2 separate regions of the Mus musculus genome follow, and region 2 is linked to region 1. The links are chromatin contacts, called in public HiChIP or PLAC-seq maps. All regions are on one chromosome and are shown on one strand. The core of a region is the stretch at or near the end of the contact, and the rest is flanking DNA. Distances in the headings are between cores, read along the strand shown.

The links. HiChIP or PLAC-seq counts read pairs in DNA pulled down with a chosen protein or histone mark.
Region 2: a contact with region 1 is called in an H3K27ac HiChIP or PLAC-seq map of double positive thymocytes, with 8 times the contacts expected there. The contact joins two enhancer-like sites. A contact is called at or near these places in 1 of 15 datasets of contacts at CTCF or cohesin (large pre-B cells), 4 of 484 Hi-C or Micro-C datasets (CD4 T cells, CD8 T cells and double positive thymocytes), 5 of 115 datasets of contacts at active chromatin or transcription factors (CD8 T cells, T-cell acute lymphoblastic leukemia, double positive thymocytes and 2 more) and 1 of 9 other capture datasets (embryonic tail).

Annotation. Positions count from the first base shown.
Region 1 is chr17:51,877,406-51,882,667 of GRCm38.p6, forward strand. No RefSeq gene overlaps it. Among named protein-coding and RNA genes, the nearest start is that of Gm20098, 2.7 kb to the right of the region's middle. Within about 2 kb of position 2,441, at least 35 of the 459 cell types and tissues checked have an H3K27ac peak or open chromatin away from gene starts, as enhancers often do. A contact at or near this core is called in CD8 T cells, T-cell acute lymphoblastic leukemia and double positive thymocytes, where this site is marked.
Region 2 is chr17:52,460,025-52,465,286 of GRCm38.p6, forward strand. No RefSeq gene overlaps it. Among named protein-coding and RNA genes, the nearest start is that of Gm27217, 140 kb to the right of the region's middle. Within about 2 kb of position 2,392, at least 29 of the 459 cell types and tissues checked have an H3K27ac peak or open chromatin away from gene starts, as enhancers often do. A contact at or near this core is called in CD8 T cells, T-cell acute lymphoblastic leukemia and double positive thymocytes, where this site is marked.

The DNA of each region.
Region 1 (5,262 bases), core at 1,191-3,690:
CTGCTTTCTCCCTCTCTCCTTTTCCTTTGAGCAGGTGGGGTCCCCCCTGGGTGGGTATCCCTCCCACTTTAGCACTTCAAGTCTCTGCAAGGCGAGATGCTTCCTTTCCCATTGAGACCAAACACAGCAGTCCAGCTAAAAGAACATATCCCACAGACAGTCAGCAGCTTTGGGGATAGTCTCCTTTCCAGCTGTTTGGGACCTACACGAAGACCAAACAGTGCATCTGCCACATATGTGCTGGGAGGCCTAGGTCCAGCCTGTGTATGATTTTTGGTTGGTGGTTTAGTTTCTGAGAGCCCTAAGGATCCAGGTTAGTTGATTCTGTTGGTGTTCCTGTGGAGTTCCTATCCCCTTATGGGCTGTAATCCTTCCTCCTATTCTTAAAAAAAAGTAATAATTAATTAATTAATAATGATGCAGAAAAGGAAACTGCTTACTTTTTAAAAAAATAGTCTCTCTCCATATATATATATATGTGTGTGTGTGTGTGTATGTGTGTGTGTGTGTATAATCACTGGCCTGGAACTCACTAGGTATTCTAAGGCTGGCTATGAAGTCCCAGAGATCTGCAATCCTCTACCTCCTGAGTGCTATGATCAAAGGTATAAGCCACTACACCTGGCTTACTTTGTTTTTTTCATATGGCTACTGAAAGGTTCGAAGCTGCCCATTTGGCTTGCCCTGCATTTCTATCGGACAGCTCTTTCCTTTTTTTTTTTTTTTTTTGGACAGGGTTTCTCTGTGCAGTCCTGGCTGTCCTGGAACTCACTCTGTAGACCAGGCTGGCCTCGAACTCAGAAATCCACCTGCCTCTGCCTCCCAAATGCTGGGATTACAGGCACGCACCACCACTGCCCGGTGAACAGCTCTTTCCTACTGTGTCCCCAGCTCCCACTAGTGCTAACAGACTGGGTAATTCAAACTTCAGCACCTTCCTCTCCTAGCTCCTCCTCTCTCCATACTAGCTTCCCCACGGTGATATCTTTCTCAGTCCTGAGTTTTATTGTCTGTATTTTGTTTTGTGTGCTGCAACAAGATCTCCTTGTGTATCCCAGACTGGCCCAGAACTCACTATGTAGCTCAATTTCACCTTGAAATCAAGGTGAAGCTAGAAATATAAACCTCTGCCTCCCAAGTAATAAGATTATAGACAGATGTTTGGCCCTGTAGTTTTTTGTTTTTGTTTTTTTTTTCCTTGACCAACAACACCGAGAACAGGAACAAGTCTGGGTTATACCTATCCTAAGCTCTTAATGTCCTCAAGCAATATCTTTAAAAGTTCAGAATTCAGTTTCGGCCCTCATGTTTGTTTTCGTTGCTTGTCACTTCACAATGCCTTTTAAAGATGTCTTTGAGCCGGGCGTGGTGGCGCACGCCTTTAATCCCAGCACTCGGGAGGCAGAGGCAGGAAGATTTCTGAGTTCAAGGCCAGCCTGGTTTACAAAGTGAGTTCCAGGACAGCCAGAGCTACACAGACAGAGAAACCCTGTCTCGAAAAAAACAACAAAAGAAAGCAAAAAAGATGTCTTTGTCTGCCTTTTAGAGATCCTTGATTTTTGAGAGCTTGGGTACACGAGAACCCTTGCATAGTAGCAGTCCTTAATAAACAAATTTATGTTTCTTCCCTACAGTCCCCTCAGCTCTGCTCGGGTGGTGGCTTTCTTTGCCTTGGTTAAACATTTGGGCAGGTTCATGCATTCTTCCTGTCCTCCCTGCTAGGGAACTGAAAGGTCCCTGGCCATTACAGCCAGGGTCTCCAATCTGGAGGCTATAAAGCCCCATTTAAAGCTCCAAACTCTATATACTTTTCCTTCTTCCCCCATCTTGCCAATGGCTGTTTGTGAGGCCCAGAGGACAGAGGGGAGAGGCAGAGGGACGCAAGAAGCCTGTTAGTCTGGTACTGGATTAAGACGGTGTAGTCCTTGCAAGGGCAGACTGTCAACCTGACACTTTCTCTGCTGACACTGTGGAGGGTTGTTGAAAGTTTCCTCTTCTGGGTCTCTCAAGAGCCTCTTTTGATGTGGTGGCATCTGGCAGAGGTGTAGCTGCCTCCCACCTAGCCTCTCTCTGCCTGGGTCTCTGGTTATCTGGCCTACAGGCTCTCTTGGGAAGAATATTTCCCTACTCCTATCTGACTCCATTCTTCCTTCCTGTAACAACACCCCCTGCCTTCCTGCCCCCCAAACTCCCTCTGTTAAAGAAATTTGCAGTCATTATCTAGGCTCTCAATGGCCCTCTCATCACACAGCCTGAGGTTCGGCAGTCCAGCTACCAGCCACATGTGTGCCCAGCTCCTTGGTCAGAGGCTCAACAGTAGCCACTGGCTCCTCCTTAGATCCTTGCAGCAGGTTTGGAGAAGGTGGTAGAGTTTTCTGCACAGCCTTGGGTGGATTCAAGGGTAGTTCCATTTCAATTCGTTCTCCCCACACAGCTAGCTGTCTTTGAACTTCAAATCTGACACACCTATATACCCCAGATGGGCTAGGGTTTCCAGTAAATATATCATCAACCTCACCGTGGACTTTTGTAAATTTCCATATGCCTCTTTTGTCCCGAAAAAGACTCTAATGTGGTAAGCCACCTGAAACTACCGATTTAGTATTTTGATAGACCTGATTATATCAGGCTAAGTTGTGCTGGGTGTGAACTGAATAGACATGGTTAATGTGGGACTTTTTATAATTGAGTTTGGGAATGTAAAAAAAAAAAAAAAAAAAAGGTGACGGCTAGGTAAGGTCCCAGAAATGAAGTTTTTAGTTTAAGAGTTCTGTGATTTTTTTTTTTTTTTCCGCTCAGCAAAATAAGCAGGTCATTACATGTTTGAAAAGATGCTGGGTTAAATATGAGGAGAAACTAATGTTTTGTTGTCCTATGTCTCTGTGTGTCTCTCTGTTCCTCCCCCCCACACACACTGTCTGTTGTGCGTTTCTAATGAAGTAGTAGCATTGTCTGCTCCAAGAGCTGTGTGATTTCCTTTGATAACTGTTAAGACGCCAGAGGTTCTCATTGTTTGATCGTCTTTGATCTCCACAGCTATACTCTTTCTTTTTTTTCCTTTAGCATTGTAGCAGCCTTAAACTTTTTTACATGCCTGTGAACACCAATAGTTAGTACTGCCTTCACGGAGGTACGTCGTGTGGCAATGTTTACACAAGAAAACCATTCGTAAATCCCCATTCTTGCCCTTTTTCTCGGGGGATCACTTTCTTCGAAGGGAATGGATCATCCCCAGTTGCTGCAGCCCACATGCTTCTTAAAAAAGGAACAGGGGTTTTAAGCGTTTGGATCACTTCGTGGTCTTAAAAGTTGTGGCAGAAAGAGCAGCAGTGTTAGAAAAGGTGCAGGGTGATTTTTACAGGGGTAGGGAGGTGTCTAGTACATACAGCACTATGGAAGTGTAAGCCGAATAAACCCTTTCCTCCCCAACTTGCTTCTTGGTCATGATGTTGCACAGGAATAGAAACCCTGACTAAGACCTCCTTCCATAGGTGAGCTCAAAGTCAAAAACTAAAAAAAATCTAATATTTTATAGGTTCTTTCCAGTATTGTTCTGAAAACAAAACAGTTGATGGTTCTTTAGATGGATCAAGGATTCCCAATGAGGGGTACGCAAATTCCACACTCAGGGGTGCACTATCCACTGTGAGGCTGGACGGCCGCAGTGTGTGTGCTGTGGCTCCTTCCTGCCTTCGGTCACAGCGCACTGCTTTAGAATGAACAAAGAGGGAAGGAAACGCAGGCTGTAATGGTAATGGGCTCCCTTTGTCTCCAAGAGAGGCTGAACTTGACCTTCGAAGGCACAGAGGTCCAACGCACACTTTTAAAAGTAATATTTAAATTTTAATAGAGACAGTGATAACCAGACTCTCAAAACCAAAAGACTGGTCTTTTAAAGTAACTGATTAGCAAAGAACAAAAACTTTAAGAAGAAAGTCTACAACTAGAAATGAAAGTCTTGTCCTCATCCCTCCATCCCAAGGAGGCCAGCTGCCTGCTTTTACATATCCCCACAGAGTTTACACTCATGATCTGCTTACAAGTTCATGGCAAGTCTGGTCTGAAGGATGTGATGCTACAAGCTGGATTTGAAAAGTTAGTTATTTATTGTGTGTGCATGTACACACAAAGCACACATGTGAATGTCAGAGGAAAACTTGTGGGAGTTGATTCTCACCTTCCACCTTGGTGATGTGCCTCATGGTTTGGTGTGAGCCGGAGGATGCTCTGTTGCTAGTATTAGCTGATCTCCTTCCCTGGCCTGACATCCTGGCTGTAGGAGTGCTGGAATTACACATCTGGCTTTTACATGGGTTTGGGGATGGGACTCAGATTGTCAGGCTTGTATGGCAAAGATTTTTTTACCAGCTGAGCCATCTTCCCGGTCCCAAAATTGGATTTTTAAGATTAAAAAAAAAAAACAACTTATTTTTCAGTGTTGGCAAAATGGTATGAAAAGAGGCACTGTCATATGCTGTTGGTGAGAGTGTAAATTTTTAAAATCTTTCTGGAAGGCAGTTTGGCCATATCTATTGAATGCCTTAGAATTTTGCATAAAACCTTTAAACCAGTGTTTTCACTTTAGGGGATTCATGCTAAGAAAATAGTCATAAATGTTTGTAAAATTTTAGCTACAAGATTTTTATGGAAGTTTTTTTGGTAGGAACAAGAACGGGATAAGACATAAATATTTAACAAGCAGGCTCTATTCAGCCATTAAAAATGATACTAGAGAAATATTTAATGCCATTGAAGGCAGGGAAGCTGGTTAAAAAACCAGGTTCAATGAGGCTCTATTTTGTAAAAATACTTTTTTTTTTTACATCAAAAACACTGGATGAAAACAAACTGGAGCATTAACAGTCAGTACTTTCCCAAATAATGGAATTATTTATGACATTTTTCAAACTTGGAAATAACTTTACATTTTTATGTTTTAAAACTATTTAGTACAGTAGTTGTAGAAATTTGAAACTATAAGAAAGAAAAATAAACTTGAAGCTCTGCTCCCTCCAATTCTATTTGATAGAACACACAGACACACAGGCACAGGCACACACAGACACACACACACACACACACACACACACACATACACATAGACACACACACACACAGACACACACACATAGACACACACACACACACACACAAACACACACACACACACACACACACACACACACACACACACACACACACACACACGCGCGCGCGCGCGCGCGCGCACGCACTTTATCCTCCTTTCTCAACTTCCCAAGC
Region 2 (5,262 bases), core at 1,142-3,641, 580 kb after region 1:
TCTCATGTAAGCACATGAGAATAAAGAGGGGTCCCTCTCACCCTTTTTTTTTTTGAAGACCATCTTTGTTTACTTCATTCCCAAGTATTAAGAGATTGTGTGATCCATTTGCATAGGGTAACTAACATATACCACATCATTTGCACGTCTGCAAGTACACGTGAGTAACCGTAATTACACGTGACACCAATTACTCTATTACTTTGTATTAAATTATAATGGAAAATTCCACTAGAGAATTGAAGCCTAATTGCATCTTAATTTGCATAATTTTGCATATTAATTACATCTCCGATGAATAATAAATTTCAGCAGATTTTTAATTTATGCATAGACACAAAAACAAGTGGAGAAATAATTTAGAAAAAAAAATACCAGCAACTATTACTTAGGGCATTCAACTAATTTTGCTTAGTTTAGCAAAACAAAACTTGGTTTGTTTGATATGGCATCTTTAGGCTGATTGCTGTTTATTGCATAATATGTCTCAAAGCATAGGTGCAGACATGGCTTTTCTTAATAAAAGAGGAGGGGGTTCAATTATAGCATTTTAAGTTTAGAGATTTTATAGTTTGCTAAACCTGTTTTGGGGATAACGTCTCTTTTTAGTTGGAAATATCTTTAATTGTAATTCCTTTTTAAAAACTGAAGATTAATTTCTGTTGTTGCTATTTTAAATGCAAGGGATTACAAAAAATAGAATATAAAAAAATACTTTGGTGAAGGCAACCACTTATAAAATGTGTCAAATGATTCCTTATTTTGAATCTATGGTGAAGTAGCTCAAAATTATTTCTGTGATTTTACATGAGCAATTCAAAGAAAGAATTCCCATGCAGGTTGTTGTTTTGTTGGGAAATCACTGTGCAGAGGAATGGCTTTTAAACCTAGCTGCTATTTTCTGATTATTTTCTTTGTTTATCAGTATCCTAGTCTAAGCAGTAACATTTGCTTTTGATTGCTAGAGACCTCGATTTTAAATTTCTTACCTTTGGCCTGATATTTATTAAATAAATGGAGCAGTTTTCTATAATTAATACATATAAAGCTATCTTTACATCAAAAGTCACAATAAAACATGACTTGGTATTTCTCAAATGATAATACATCTGTGAAAATTCAATTTGTCCACCTTTGCCTCAAAACAAGCCTTCATGTTTTACTGTTGAAGCAAATGCCAAAGAAGGGGGCCCTGGGTGCTGCCTCCTTAAGTCTAATACTATGATCATTTGGCAAATTATACAAAAGGAGAAGATGACAACATCCCAATAAATCAGGAAACTGTCAAGATTAATAATCTTAGCCGTCATCTGTTTTCCTATGAAAGCCCGACTGGCATCAAGCACGTTCCAGTTTATTCTGCCCTTCTTCTGGTTGGGAAACTGGATTTGTGCCAGCCTGGTGGCACACGACCTCCAGGAAGCCATCCTGTATGCCTTCTATCGTATTAGTCTGCATTTTGCCAGTCGCGCTGTTTCACGGGGCTGCAAGCAAGAACTCCTTAGGACACATGCGCCCTTCTCCCGTTTCTGATCAGCATTATCACTTGCTACAGACGGGAGACAATCTTGAGCTTAAAAGTCTGCATTTCTGTTTGTTTCCTTACATTCTAATATTTGCTGTTTGGTTTTAAAAGTTTTCCTCAGCTCAGACAAAGTAGAACCAATGAAAGAAATAAAATAAAGGCCCGACGTTCTATTGTCAGTACAAGGCCTTGCCTCTCTGGTTTCTGTTACTGGATGACAGACCTTTGGTTACTCAGGTATTTAAAAGCTGATCATTCAGCCATCCAAAATAGAACTGTGTCCGTGATCACATCTGTCTCTACTTTTTTGTTCAAGCCTTTTGATCAGGTTCTTACATTAAAGAGGGATTTGAGCTGGCTGAGTTCCTCGGGGAGGGGAGGGGGAAGAAAAAAAAATGATTCCAACATTTGAACAATGGTTCCCTCTTGTGGCCAGGCTTCAGGACTGCTGTTCAGGAAATCGAGAGCGGTGAAAAGTCTCTCCTGATGCTTAGACTTTTGTGCAACCTGCTGTATACCTACTGGCACCTGGTTTGGAGACCCTTCCTTCAGGTTCCAGTCACTGGTCCTATTTTTAGCATGGTGTAAGCTTTGTAGATTGAGGAGACAGCGGAACCCAGCTGTTCTGTGCTCATCATTGCTCTTATGCAGAGAAAAATCTTCCTTTGGAACAGCGTAGTGTCCGTATTTTAGGGAAAAAAAATTGAAGTTGTTAATGAGTATTTGGGGGAAAGGCTGTCTGGCTCTCATTATAGGGTTCAGAAGTGTATTTAGACTCCATAAGTCAAAGCATTCATAATCTCCTGAGGGAGCATTTCTGGTGTAGAATTAAGTCTAGACTGTGCTCATTCGTTTAGGCATTTTCATCTTTGAGGGTAAGAGCCTACAACACGACCAGTTACTCGCAGATGGGCCTCCCATGCCCCTTTCATCCATTCTCAAATAGACTTATTCGATCTGACTTCCTGATGGGACAACACTTGGTCTAATGTAGCATCTGTCAAAGCCCCCGCACAGGTCCTCACGGTGTTGAACCATGCTTAGAGTGGCGACTGCCAGAAGATGCCCCTTTAAACAGACTTTCCCCTCTTTAAGATCATATTCAATGGAGAAGTAAGCTACTGCGACATTGACAGGAATCTGCTCTTGCATACATGAGACTTTAAATATCAAGGAAAAATTGTAGCTGTCCGTGCAACAAGATGAATGCAATGTGTGTGTGTGTGTGTGTGTGTGTGTGTGTGTGTGTGTGAGTGTGTGTGTGTGTGTGTGTGTGTGTGTGTGTGTGTGTAATACAATTCTAGGTATAGAAACATTCTCTCTCAATGCTGTTCTAGGGATCCCATTTAAGGAATGAAAGCTTTTGTATTTGTCAAGGCATTTCCAGGCCACAATTCTTATTTACCTCACAGTTTGTTTGGAAGTTTTACATGGTAAACAATATTCAGGGTAGAAATGGAAGCAGTCTTGCCAATCCTGGACAACATTGTCAGTTGCCAGGAATCAAGACTACAGAGCTTTAGTAATTATTATTTTTTAATTGTACCTATGAACATGTAACGTATGTAAAACATGCGCATGCACATCTGTGCCAGGATATGTATGTTAAAGTCAGAGGACCGCTTTAGGAGTCAATTCTTCTCCCTCTGCTCTATGCATCCCGGGGACAGAATCCAGACCCTCAGTCTTAGCAGCAGACACACTGACCTACTGACCCATTTCGCAGACAAATGCAGGTGTAATTGCTCATATACTACTTTTTCTCTTGAGGGCAAACAAAGCTTTCTGATGCTCTCACATTCACTTGCAATATGAGTCATGTCAGAAGCACAGCTAGGTCAGTAGAGAATAGGGCTACTTCAGTTTAAGTTAGCCCAAACTTCAATATTAAAAAGAATGGCTTGCTTTTCTCCAAGTAGCGGACTTCAAAACAACTAAGGCTTCCTGTCATTGCTTTCAGCAGCTCCCCCTCCCTTTTCTTCACTGTTTCTTGGGAGGTGTCCTCCATGTGGTTTCTTTGTCAGGTAATAGGTGCCTGGCCGAAAGCTCCCCAAAGAGTCCATGCCCAATCCCCTGATTCCTTTCCCTTTTGTTCTGCCTGTTTGTTCAATAGAACAACCCAGGTTTGAATGGCGCATGGCTATAGCAGTTTCCCCGTAGCACATGCTTCTCAGCAGCTTGTGGACATTTAAAAAAAATTAATTAGTATCATCTGACTTCTGCAGGAAACCCATCCTCAAACCCAGTGTCTCTCTCTACTTTGCCCTTCTTATCTGTCTCTGCCTCTACCTAAGTCTCAGTCGCTATCCCTCTGTCTCTGTCTCTCTCCCTGACTCCCCCCCCCCCAAGAGATTAGCAATCTAATTCATTTGCACAAGAATAATAACCAACAAAAATCCATCTGGCTCTTCATTTTCTTTCTCTTAAAGGATCACAGAAGCCCTTGGAAGTTAGCAAAAACAAATAAGGAAAGAGGAAAAGTGTAAACTGAAGGGACCTAAGTTTTAGATGTAACAATTCATTCAAATTTTAAGTGAAATATTCAGGGCTTAGATGAATAGATAGTTTCTAGCTCTTATTTTGTCACATGGAGTTTAGAGACAGTTCAGAAACTGATTGTTTAGCCAATGATTTAATAAAGGATATTTTTAACAACAGAAAAACATGGAACAAAATCTCACGGAGAGTAAAAAAGAAGTCTTTTTTTATTGCCTTCTAAGCTTTTGGAAAATGGCAGGTTCACCTCCCTTGTGTCGTGCCTTGATGTGATTGGAGCAACTGAGCATATGTTTCTGAGCACAAGTCCACTGGAGCTCAGAGTGGCCTGTCTGTCCTTCAGGAGCTGGTCACATTCACCTCTTCTAAGAGACTTCCTTGATTTCCCATACATGCATGAACAGTGCTGTCATTAGCTCTCATTAGGCATTGTTTGATTTTCATCTGCCGTATTTTAAATTTGATTGCTTTTTTATCATGTTCCCTGTCTCCAGGTTGTAACTCCCATGGGGTCAAGAATTCTTACCACTTGCTTTTAAGCAGCACTCCACAAATGTCAATTGACCAAACAAACCCAAATCTAACAGAAAGTAGTATGATTTAAACAGGAGTTAATTTTCTCCCCCTAGACCAATAATTTCTTATGGGAATAGAGAAAGGATTAAATGTACTAAGAGGTAGAGTTGAGCTGCTTCCATCAATCAAGCTGGAGATGAAGGCAAGTCCAAAAGGAAGGCAGAACTTTCCCTGCTCATCTTTCAATCCCCCATGAAGTTTCCAGAATGTTGATGTAAGATCATAATCTTGGGTTTATATATGAAGAGAAAAGTATGCATTTCATACTGGTATTCTCTTGTCTGGCTGCTTCCGTGCTCCATCTTCTCTGTGGTGAATGAGACTCCTGATAATGTAATGATCTGAAGACGTTGGAAGTCATGGGTTTATGGTACTCTATCATTACAAAGGTGCTACAGCTTTGTCTTAGCCTTATGAATAGAAGGGACAATCAAGTCACAGAAAGATCTAAGACTGTTTTCTTACTGTCCCACACTCAAGTATTGAATCCCCGTGAGGAAAATCAGGTGGCAAAGTCCATTGTAAAATGGGTTTCAGAGCAACTCCATTATTTTTTATTTCACTTTAAGAGAGGAAGGAGATAAGACGAGCAAATAGCTAGAATCAGAAAGATGACTACAGAAAACCTTGTTGCCATTAGCTGGCTGTGACCTCGAACATGAAGA